Linked DNA regions of Mus musculus: all the other regions are linked to region 3. Evidence: chromatin contacts called from public ChIA-PET and HiChIP or PLAC-seq data. All regions are on one chromosome and are shown on one strand. Each heading gives the region's core, a stretch centred on a gene start, on an enhancer-like site or on the middle of the called end of the contact. The rest is flanking DNA. Distances are from core to core; before and after follow the strand shown. Region 1 has its middle 42 kb from the start of Gm6749. Region 2 has its middle 35 kb from the start of Gm44040. Region 3 holds the start of Arl8b (ADP-ribosylation factor-like 8B).

Region 1 (3,552 bases), core at 416-2,915, 140 kb before region 3:
GAGGATGGGGTAAAAGATTAGTTGAGCATTATTTTTGTCTTTCCCTACTTATTGACTGATCTTTCTCTGAAGAGCTTAAAAGAAAAGCCAAGGAGGCCAACTTATGTCCAAGCTATTTGTTTGGTTTTTTTTCCTGGTCCTATATGTGAATTATCTACTTATGTTTCTATATCTAAAACTACACACTGTATGTATAAAACAGGTATGGCAGCATATATTTGTAGTCCCAGCACTTGGGATTCTGAGACAAGAGGACTGCCAAGAATTTGAGGCAAGCCTTTGCTGAGTACTACATCCAGAGCAACATAAGACCCTGTCTCAAAAATAAGTGTGCATCCATAAAATAGGGATAATATTATAGTTTCTGCCTGCCCATAGTAGATTGTATAGTATTCCTTAGGAAGATACAACTATATTCTAGCCCCTGGAATCTGTGACTATGACCTTATTTGTAAGACATTAATAATAATTTTTATAGATATAACTACGTTAAGGGTATCAAAGTAAAATTCATTCTAGACCAGCTTGGTAGGTTCTAAATTTAGCATGTATCCTTACAGCAGACTGAAGTGACCTCTGTCATGTAAAGATATGAGCAGATATTGTAGTCGTGGATTTATAGTTCAAGGAGTGCTTAAAGATACCAGAATATTATAAGATCAAGGAGGAATTTTTCTCTGGAGGATTTGCAAGGGACCAGGTCCTGTCAATACCTTGATTTTAGACTCCAGGCTCCAGAATAATGAGCAAATAAATACTGTTTTTAATAAAATTGCATTATTTTCTTGATAGATTTAAATAATTTTTTAAATCATATCCACACCTCTCCCAGCTCCTCTGGTTTGCCCTCCCTACCTTTTCCTCTCTATCCACCCAACTTTGAATTTTCTTTTTCCCCAGATTCCAGCTTGTGCTGCCTACCTTCTCCTGGAGTGGGCCTGCCCTGGAGTGCGGTGGACATAGCAAAGGGCACATCATTAAAGAAAACTGACTCCTTTTTATTGTTTTAAGACAAGGCATCCATAGCAATTAGTTATGGGAGGCAAGGAAAACAAGCATATCACTGGAATAAAATTGTTACTGATTTTGAGAGAAGCAAATCCCTTCTCAAGCCAGCCTGTGACTGCACTGATCTGCGAGCATGAACAAATACTTAGGACACCTGGACAATGTACAAAGAGAGACTTGTGAATACTCATCCCTAAACATTATATATTTATCAGGATTGGGGAACCCTGAAGAAGAGGAGTCAGAAAGGGTGTAAGAGCCAGGGAGAGTTTCCAATTCAACCCTAGCTCAATTTGTCCATGTCCTGCAACCTAAGCATGCAATGCCTTCAGCAATATGGCCTTAGCGTCTGGTTTGGGCGTGCAGTTATAATAGCCTTTATGGTTTGTGGAGCCTCAGAGGCTTTCATAGCAACTATGATGATTTACCCACAGATTCACTGATGTTGTCACCAGAATTCAGTTCCATGTGGTAGTAGGCCTGAGATTCTCACTTCTTTGCTGTCAGGGAATACCATCATCTTCTGGAAATGTTCGCATGTTTAGGTTCTTCCACGTCTTCTTCAGTTTCTGGTAAAGCCAGCAATAGCACATGGAGTCTATCTCAGACCTTGGGTTTCCCCTACCTCCCCATCGACCACATCCACTTCCTCCTCTTCTGTATCCTGTGCTCTCTTTCCTGTGTTAAACAGCTCATGGGGTTACACTATGTGCACATCAGTAATGTAAGATATACTCTCCAATCCAACGTTGCTGATTAGAAACCTTAATTTGCAAAGTCCCTTCACACCCGGGTATTTGACTTTATGGTCACGAGACAAGAAAGGGATATATCCCAGTGGTTGGGGTATAGCTTTACAATTCTTCCAACTACAGATAATCTATTCTAAGCTTTTTTAAGTGTTAGGCAAATGTTATAATTACTCAAAATGTACCTATATTCTAAAATGAAAATGGGACATGAACTACATGTATAGTAATTAGATTAAATGAGATAATATAAGGTTTCTAGCTCAGCTACTACTAATAGATACTTGTTGTCTCTGTCTCGTAAGAGCAAAATCTTGTCTCCAAGCATAACAGGGTATTGTGTGTGTGTGTGTGTGTGTGTGTGTGTGTGTGTGTGTGTGTGTGTGTGTCAGAGTATCATTAATACTGTCAGGGATTGGTGCTTGCCCATGGGCTGGTTTTTGGTTGGCCATTCCCTCAGACTCCAGTCCCTGAATTTCTTGTGACAGAATAAGGATCCAAAGTTTTGTGGGTGGGTTGGCATCCCTATCGCTCTACCGAAATTACTGCCTAGCCACAGGAGGCAGCCTCCCCAGGCTCCGTATCCCCAATGTTTCAAGTCACAGCTAAGGACACCCCCTCCCCCATTGATTCTTGGGTGCCTTCCCTATCCCAGGTCTCTTCCTGTAGATAACCCCTATTCCCTCCCTGTCCCTTGCAAGTTTCTATTCATTCTCATGGCCTTGGGCCACCCCCCTTCCCTCTCCCCACAACTAACCCCCAACCCCTCCACTATGCCTCTCCCAATCCCCTCTCCCACCCAGTTCCCTCAGTGGGAGAAGAAGCACCCAGCCTTGCAAAGACTTGAAGTGCCAAGGTGGGAAGATACCCAAGGGGGGAACCCCCCACCTGCTCAAAGGAAAAGGAAAGGGGAGAAAGGGGGAAGTATTATCGGGGGGATGATCAGGAGGAGGCAGTGAGTGGGATGTAAAGTGAATAAGTAAAAAATAAATTACTAATTTAAAAAAGAGTAGACTTTTGTGCCCTTATGGGTCTGTGTCCTTCCCACCACTTTCTGAACCTGTACAATCTCAGTAAAACTATCTTGGATTGGGGGAGGGAATAGAATATGGAGTGTAAAAAATAATTTTAAAAAAAAAAGACTGTCCGTCAAAATCTTCAGCCCATTCCTGGACATTTGCAAGGGAGGGCGATACCTAAGCCAGGCAACAGAAGTCCTTACAGAGTTTGAATCTTGAGAGGAATAACTCAAGTACTAATTGACTGATACTCTCTGACACACTGCCAAAAATGACATAAGAAGTAGTATTCATGGAAAACATAGTTAGCTCCTGAAAAGCATTTCAAACTGCAGAGCATTGCCAAAAGACATAAAGACAGCCTAAAGTAATAGAGAACTATATTATTCCGAGATCATGAAACCCACTGTTCCTAGCTTGTCAATCTCCCCCACATTTATCTACATAGACACTGAAATATTATAAAGACCCTAACAGATTTTTTTATATAAATTGACAAGTTAAACCCAAAGTTCAAATGAAGGATATACCGTAGCTTAAACCATGAAAAAAAATGGGTCATTTACATTCCTCAGTCTCAAGAATCAATCTACAATATTCCAAATCATATGGTGCTTACATAAATACAGCCAAGATAAAGCTAAACCTTGGCCTTGAAATCATGCCACTAAACCTGTAAAACTGTTACATGAAAATATGTAATGGTCTTGTTATATACACCCCAAAATAGGAATTCTACACTATGAAAATCATAGATTTCTGCCCATTAAAGGGAG
Region 2 (3,544 bases), core at 68-2,567, 210 kb after region 3:
GTCCCTGGGTGTGGACTCTCATAGAAGCAGGAGGGGCCATAGGAGAGGGGGTTAGCAGAGGGGAAACCAGAAAGGGGATAACAGTTGAAATGTAAATAAATAAAATATCCAATTTAAAAAATTTTTTAAAAGGAAGTGAGGGATGGTGGTACGTAGCTTACATTTTGGTGGCATGTATAAGGGCTTAAGACTTAGGTTTACTCTCCTGTTTTATTTGTTTGTTTATTTAAGGAAGAAAATGAAATGTGGGGTTATGTGTACCCACATATAAAAATATTGTCCAGAAATTGACAACCAAGCAAAACTTTATGCTACCTAGCGAGATAAAAGTGGGACACTTGTTCATCTAAATCCTTTCCCAGGAACGCCCCACCTTACTAAATGCCATTGGTCGGGTTCAAAATAATGTTAAAAACAAAAAAGTGGGGTGTGGTGGCTCACATCTGTAACTCCAGCCCTATGCACTTGGGAGCTGGAGGCAAGGGGGGTCAGAAGTTTATAGTCAGTCTAAGCCTGGACTACGTGAGATCATGCAAGACGCAAACCAGGGAAAACGTGCTTTTCTCAAGGAACTGGCTTTATTGAGTGTCCGTGGACTAAGAACGCACCATGTGGCTAAGATAGGGATTTTGAAAAATCAATGCAGTCTGGCGGCTTCTGGAAGCTGCAGGAATATACCTTAAGTTAGGTGTTGAAGTAAGAGGAGAAGTGTTGGTGTTCTGACTCTGCAGGAGCCTGGCTTATGAGGCAACAGGCCTAATAGACTCACAGGAAGCTTGGATAGGTGGCCCCCACACAATGGATGGATGCCCATGATTACTGCCTGCCTTGTGCTGAGAAGTCACAGGAATTTTGATAACCGCGACTTAAGAGTGTTTGCATGCAGCCATAAAGTGGGAGACTTTAGCAGGTCCTGGTGACTTCCCTCACAGGACTCCCACGGGGCAATGTGTGTGCAGCTTTTGACACCCACTTCCTTTTCTGCAGAAACGCCCTCTCTTCTAATGTTGCCGACCTAGACACCCCCTCCTTTCTACCAGAGCTAGCTGCCTTTGCTGCTGCCTCAACCGCACCCACGGACTTCCTCAAATCCCTACAGCCCACACTGGAGCTTACTTTGCTGGATCTGGATCAGAACAGGGGTCTCGGAGTGCTGCGGGGGTGGGAGGGTGGGGGACGCCCTGGAGGGCGTGGCGAAGACGAAGCCCCGCCCTGAGATTTGAGCTGGCTGCTCTGCAGAGGTCCACGTGAGCTGTTCCCCTGCTTGCCCTTGGCAGTTCGCAGACGGGTGCAGCGGGGCTGGGGCGAGGGAGTGCCTGGGAACAGTCTGTGTGCTCCTGGCGCTGTGCCTTGCAGCTGGCGGGAGGGTGGGGTCGCCCTGCCCTGCTGGGAGCTGCTGACCGGAAAGCTGGTTGGGGATGGGAGCCCCTTGGTTCCCCCACTCCTGCTCAGAGTCTGGGGACCTTGAACGTGAGGTAGACAGGCTCTGGATAGAATTACCATTTGGACCACAGAAAGACTCAAAGGCACTTTTCTGTCTGCCCCCCTGCCCTGTGACCTTTGCTAAGTCATTTGATCTGGGGCTTCAGTTTCCCCAATTGTCCTGAGGAGTTGAGGCTTGAAAGTGGCCAGGGAGGACACAACATGTCATGTCACATTACATTCAAAACATGTCTAGTGAGTATTTAGGATGTTCATCCATGCCCTCCCTCATCCCGGGGTTCTGGTGCCTAGCGCCAGCACTGTGCCAGTTAGGTGCTGAGGATCCAGACTGGGCAATGAGGCCAGTTTGGTCTCAGCTTCCTCACCCAGCTACAAATTGGCTTCAAAGGTCATGAGAAAAGGCGAGGCCTATGACGTACTTCCTGTAGTCCCTGGCACAAAATGGGCTCCTAACCCAAGCAACTGGCTTCCGGCTGTACAGAGGGTTTGGAGACAGCTGTTCCTATGAGACTGGCCTGGTCTGGAGAAGTGGAAACAGACCTTGCAAGCTGGGTGTGCACAGCGCCGAGCAGGGCTCAGTTTCCACGTTGCTGGCTAGCCAAGAAGGAATGCAATTACTCAGTAAGCACACTCCCATTGATCCCTGCCTTAGCAAAAGCGTCTCAGCGTTGCTGTCAAATTTCCAATCCAACCCCTGTTAAAAAAAAGAAAAGAAAAAAAAGAGAAAAAGAAAGAAAGGAAGGAAGGAAGGAAGGAAGGAAGGAAGAAAGAAAGAAAGAAAGAAAGAAAGAAAGAAAGAAAGAAAGAAAGCCCAACGAACGGTTCATGGACGTTTCCCCCCTGAATTCACACTTTCTAATGAATAAGAAGAAAACAAGATTGGCCTACATCAGAGGTGATTTGTGTATCAGGATGAAATTACAAGCATTTAATGGCAGAGTTGGTAAAAAAAAAAAAAAAAAAAAAAAAAAAAAAAACAACACATAGTCTTCATCCGTCACTGTGGCTCTCAGCTCTAAGTCTGGAAACTAGTCATACTTTGTGCCTTAGGGATAATATAAAAAAATACTGCTGCCCCTGCTGCCGCTAGGTGGTCCTCAACAGCTGTTTCTGTTTTGATGCTATAGACTCCTGTTGTGACCTTAGTTTCACCTTTTTCCTGCCAGTAGCCACTGTAAGGTCCTGTTGCTACAAGAATTAAGGGAAAACCCATTAGCAATGAGTTATAACCACACCCCTGACTTCTGCAGAATGTTGAGTAAATCAAACTTCTGTTCTTTCTGGAAAAAACCTGCAGCTGAAACTGGGATCAGGGCTAAAGAAACCCAGCTGGATTCCGTGTCTGCCTGCCCCTGGCAGTTTCTGTTATGATCTGTTTATCATACAACATTTTTTTTTTTTTTTGAGGATGTGACTAGCTTTTCTAAGTCTAAGATGATGACATCCACTGTGGGAGGCCTCACGCCTAAAAGACACAGGAACAGCCCATTAATCCTGACCCCTCTGCTCAACGCTTGTTGAAGTCAGTGGTCTGTTCACACGTATTAACAGTTCTCAGAAAACAGTAGCTATTGGCTAGTGTTATCTATGAATAGTAACTTAAAGATGAATAAAACATGAAGAATTTCTGGGCTCAACACTTTCAATTAGCCCCACCCCCTTTTTTTTTATTTCAATCTTTTAAAAAGTTGGTGAGTTTAGATGATAATGTCTATGACTCTTAAGATTGCTATAAAAGGCTGGGCGTGGTGGCGCATGCCTTTAATCCCAGCACTCCGGAGGCAGAGGCAGGCAGATTTCTGAGTTCAAGGCCAGCCTGGTCTACAAAGTGAGTTCCAGGACAGCCAGGGCTATACAGAGAAACCCTGTCTTGAAAAAACAAACAAACAAACAAACAAACAAACAAAAACAAACAAACAAAAAGATCCAATTGTCTGTCTTTGAACTCGTTTTAGTCCACCAATTTTTTTAAAAGCATGAGTATACACTATGCTACATCAATATAGCATTATTATCAATATTCATTGAGATTGTTCTATATATGCGCTTAGTGTATGAATGTGTGTGATAGTTCTATATGTATCTATACATTCACATCAGT
Region 3 (3,388 bases), core at 425-2,924:
CATTGGTGCAGGTCCTTGCATTAACTCCTCCGCAGCAAATACAACTGGCCATCCCAACACACCCACGTGTACCATTTCGATCTTGCCCAAGGGACAGGAGTCCCGAGGAAACTCCAATTCTTATCTAGGGTAACAGAAAATGAACAGCTTGAAGCCTGTAGAAAAGTTCTAGTATGAAAGAGTCTAAAGTCTGTTCTGCCTTGTTCTCTTGGGGTCGGGGTAGAGGCAACATAGAAAGAGCCTAACATGAAGTTCGGGAAAGTTTCCTTACACTTATATATTCAGCCATCTTCGAAAGAGATTTGAGCCTCCGCTCCTCTCTCTGACGCCTGTTGCTCTATTACTACAGGGACTGAGTCACACGTTACCTAGGTTTTCCCAGGGCAGTGTGTAGCCAAACCAGTCGGGCAGCTCAGCTGTCTCCTGTGTGAGGATTGCAACAATCCTCTTGAAGGTCTAGGAACTGCCGCCACTTCTCATCAGAACAATTGTAAAGCTCAACCCTCTAAGTACAGCCCTAAAACTGTGCAATGACTCCTTGGCTCCAAAGACTGACATTCACGCCCATTCCTTTCCCAACCAATCAAAGACGCAAAACTCAACGACCACTCTCCCACCGAATTCACATTATATTTACTAGGCAACTTCCCTGAGCCTCCATAAGCTACGTCCCAATCCAAACAAATTCCTTCTGCAAGAGGGAAGAAAAAAAAAAATCTCTCTAAAGACCAAAGCCTGCAAACTTTATGTTGAATGCAGATCCATCTATCTACCCGTTTAACACAATCAGCTGTGGAGAAACCGAGACTCGCCTCGCCCTTGCTCCCTGTCTTAGAAAATACTGGGATCTGAATGGTCTCTCCAACAGCTTCCCCCAGTAAGCTAGGTCATCAGTTTGCTCTCCGACGCTCCATGGACAAGTGACAAAGACCAAGCGAACTGGAGGCGCCGAGGCTCCCCCTGGCATTCACAGAAGCGCCCACACGGGTTGCCTGCTTTCACAATGCGACTCCATCGTCCCAAGTGGAGACTTAGGAGAGGCGTCCCCTTCGCAGGCGTTCTGGAAAAGGCCAGGCTCACCCGTCCGGGTGAACAAGTGACAGGTTGGAATTAACCCTTCAGCCTCTACGGCCCGAAAGGCAGCAAGTGTGGCAGACTCGGATTAACCCTTTCCAGGCCGTGTTAAAGGCACAGCCCCCACCACCACCACCAAAACGCAACGTGGAATTGACCCTCCTGCTGCCGACCCTCCGGCTACAACTCCGAGGCCCACACACGCAGGATCGCCCGGCCCGGCCTTCGGGGAGGTGACAGGCGCGAGACGCCGGCCAGGCCGCCCGCAGAGGGCTGCTCACCGCGATGACATTGACGAAGGTGGTCTTGCCGGAGTACTGCAGCCCCACGAGCGTCAGTTCCATCTCCTCCTTCCAGAAGAGCGAACGGAACCAGTCCAGCAGGCGGGAGATGAGCGCCAGCATGGCGGCGGCCGGCTGCGAGCGTGGACGGGCGCGGACGACAGCGGACACTCTTTCCCACGAGCGGGTATCGGCCCCGAACCCGCCAACGGCTCTTCGGCGGGGCCCCTGGCGCGACGCGGGCAGACAGAGGCTGGCGGCAGCGACGGCCGGAGCCAGGAAGCCCAGCGGGTCATATGACTCGCCCTACCCCCCCCACGCCTGGCCCAGCGCAGGCGCGGAAGCGCACGGAAAGAGCGGCGCGGTCCCGTAGACTCCCAGCGCCCTCCGGCGACATCGCCACCTGATGGTGAATCCCACGACACACCCTTCCCTCGCCTTGGTGCCAATTCACTTGTCACATGCCTTTCCTCTTTTCTTTTCTTTCTTTCTTTTTTTTTTTCCCCCCAAATTATGGGTCTCCCAGCAAACGCATGTCAACAATTTCAGTACTTGAGAGGTGGAGGCAGGAGGATCAAGAGTTCAATAAACACAGAAGGTGGGGTTACAGAAATGACTCGGTGGTTAAAAGTGCTTGAGGCTCTTTCAGAAGACCCAAGTTCAGGACCCAGCACCCACACCTGGCAGCCCTCATCAGCCTGTAACTTCAACTCTGGGGGATCCAGATCTAGGGCTTTCTGACCTTGTACATTCTGCAAACATATGCGCATACTCCCACAACGAAACACATAAATAATAATAATCTTTAAAAAAAAACAAAGAGTTGGTCCTCGTTCACTTTTTGATTGAATTTTCCTATAATTGTTCATTGGCAATGTACCCTGAAGGAAAAAGTTAATACTCGGAGGAATTGAACACGGAATAAAAAAAAAAAAAAATCAGAATCTGGGATGGGGATGTAACCCAGTGGTAGAATGCTTGCCTGGCCTGTATGGAGCACTCTGGGTCTAACTAGGGCTCAAGGGAGGATGGGGCAGAGGCAGTGATCCGAATGTAAAGTGAATAAATAAATGAATTAATTAATAGGGAAAATTTCTTTCCCAGCATGTGAAAGACACAGGGTTTGTTTCTAACACAGCAAAACATTAGTGACAGCAAAATCCCTGCCCTCCTGCGGGTTACAGTCCAGTGTGGAGAACAGAACATATACAGCAAACAAACGAGAAAATGCCACGTGGTACTTAACACTATAAAGAAGAGGAACAGAGAAGAAGCTGGAGCCGGCCTGCTTGTCTTTAAGTCAGGTGGTCCTGAGTGGAAAGGCTTGAGGGAAGTGAGAAGGAGAAGCAGGCTGACGTTTGGTAGAAGCACATTCCAGGAAAAGACCCTGAATGGGGAAGGACAGTGAAGTGGTTTGGACTTTGAAGGATGGTGTGCCTGGGGCGAGGGGGAAATGATGGAATTATATTTTAACTGAAAATATATTTTTAAAAAGGAACTCCAGCTGGCTGCCCCAACTTCCCCAGTTGATTTCTGCTTCATATTTGTAAATCTCTAACTTAATGGATGCTTTCTTTGTTAGCTCTCTCCATCAGCTACTCTAGTCATCTCTGCTGGATGTTGTGACCTTGCAGTTTGATGGAGTGGGGCTACCAGTCTACTACTTGCTATTTATCCTTTTACTTTCACTTGCTGTACACTTAAGAAGTTCATTTAAAACCAAAAGTGTAGCTATTGTAGGTTATTCTCTGGACAGTACCCAACACTGGCAAAGATCGGTGGAAGCCTGGAGTAGGGAGAGGTGGAAGAGAATTCAGGGACCAGAGGGAGTGGGATATGGTGGCACGAGTTTGGACTTGATTATACAAGATGGGAAGACAGAAGGTAGCCTGAAGACTTAATTGTTTTTACTGTGTGTGTGACTTGCCTGCACATGTGTCTTCGCACCACATGCATGTGGTACCTGAGAAAAGCAGAAGAGGATATTGGGTCCCCTGGAACTGGAGTTACAGACAGACAGTTGTTGACCTCCA

The links. ChIA-PET counts read pairs in DNA pulled down with a chosen protein or histone mark. HiChIP or PLAC-seq counts read pairs in DNA pulled down with a chosen protein or histone mark.
Region 1: an RNA polymerase II ChIA-PET map of memory CD8 T cells shows a contact between it and region 3, with 64 read pairs. The contact joins the enhancer-like site here to the promoter of Arl8b in region 3. A contact is called at or near these places in 2 of 484 Hi-C or Micro-C datasets (CD8 T cells and nephron progenitors) and 4 of 115 datasets of contacts at active chromatin or transcription factors (bone marrow-derived macrophages, effector CD8 T cells, memory CD8 T cells and 1 more).
Region 2: a contact with region 3 is called in a FOXA1 HiChIP or PLAC-seq map of pancreatic cancer cells. The contact joins the enhancer-like site here to the promoter of Arl8b in region 3. A contact is called at or near these places in 3 of 484 Hi-C or Micro-C datasets (double positive thymocytes and embryonic stem cells), 3 of 115 datasets of contacts at active chromatin or transcription factors (effector CD8 T cells, embryonic stem cells and pancreatic cancer cells) and 3 of 9 other capture datasets (adipose tissue, liver and pancreatic islet).

The regions. Positions count from the first base shown.
Region 1 is chr6:108,920,869-108,924,420 of GRCm38.p6, reverse strand. No RefSeq gene overlaps it. Among named protein-coding and RNA genes, the nearest start is that of Gm6749, 42 kb to the right of the region's middle. Within about 2 kb of position 1,665, at least 33 of the 459 cell types and tissues checked have an H3K27ac peak or open chromatin away from gene starts, as enhancers often do. A contact at or near this core is called in CD8 T cells, effector CD8 T cells and memory CD8 T cells, where this site is marked.
Region 2 is chr6:108,568,869-108,572,412 of GRCm38.p6, reverse strand. No RefSeq gene overlaps it. Among named protein-coding and RNA genes, the nearest start is that of Gm44040, 35 kb to the right of the region's middle. Within about 2 kb of position 1,317, at least 360 of the 459 cell types and tissues checked have an H3K27ac peak or open chromatin away from gene starts, as enhancers often do. A contact at or near this core is called in adipose tissue, double positive thymocytes, effector CD8 T cells and 4 more, where this site is marked.
Region 3 is chr6:108,781,345-108,784,732 of GRCm38.p6, reverse strand. Arl8b (ADP-ribosylation factor-like 8B) reads right to left here and starts at 1,674. Exons shown (of 7, transcript NM_026011.3): 1 at 1,356-1,674. The coding sequence starts at 1,478.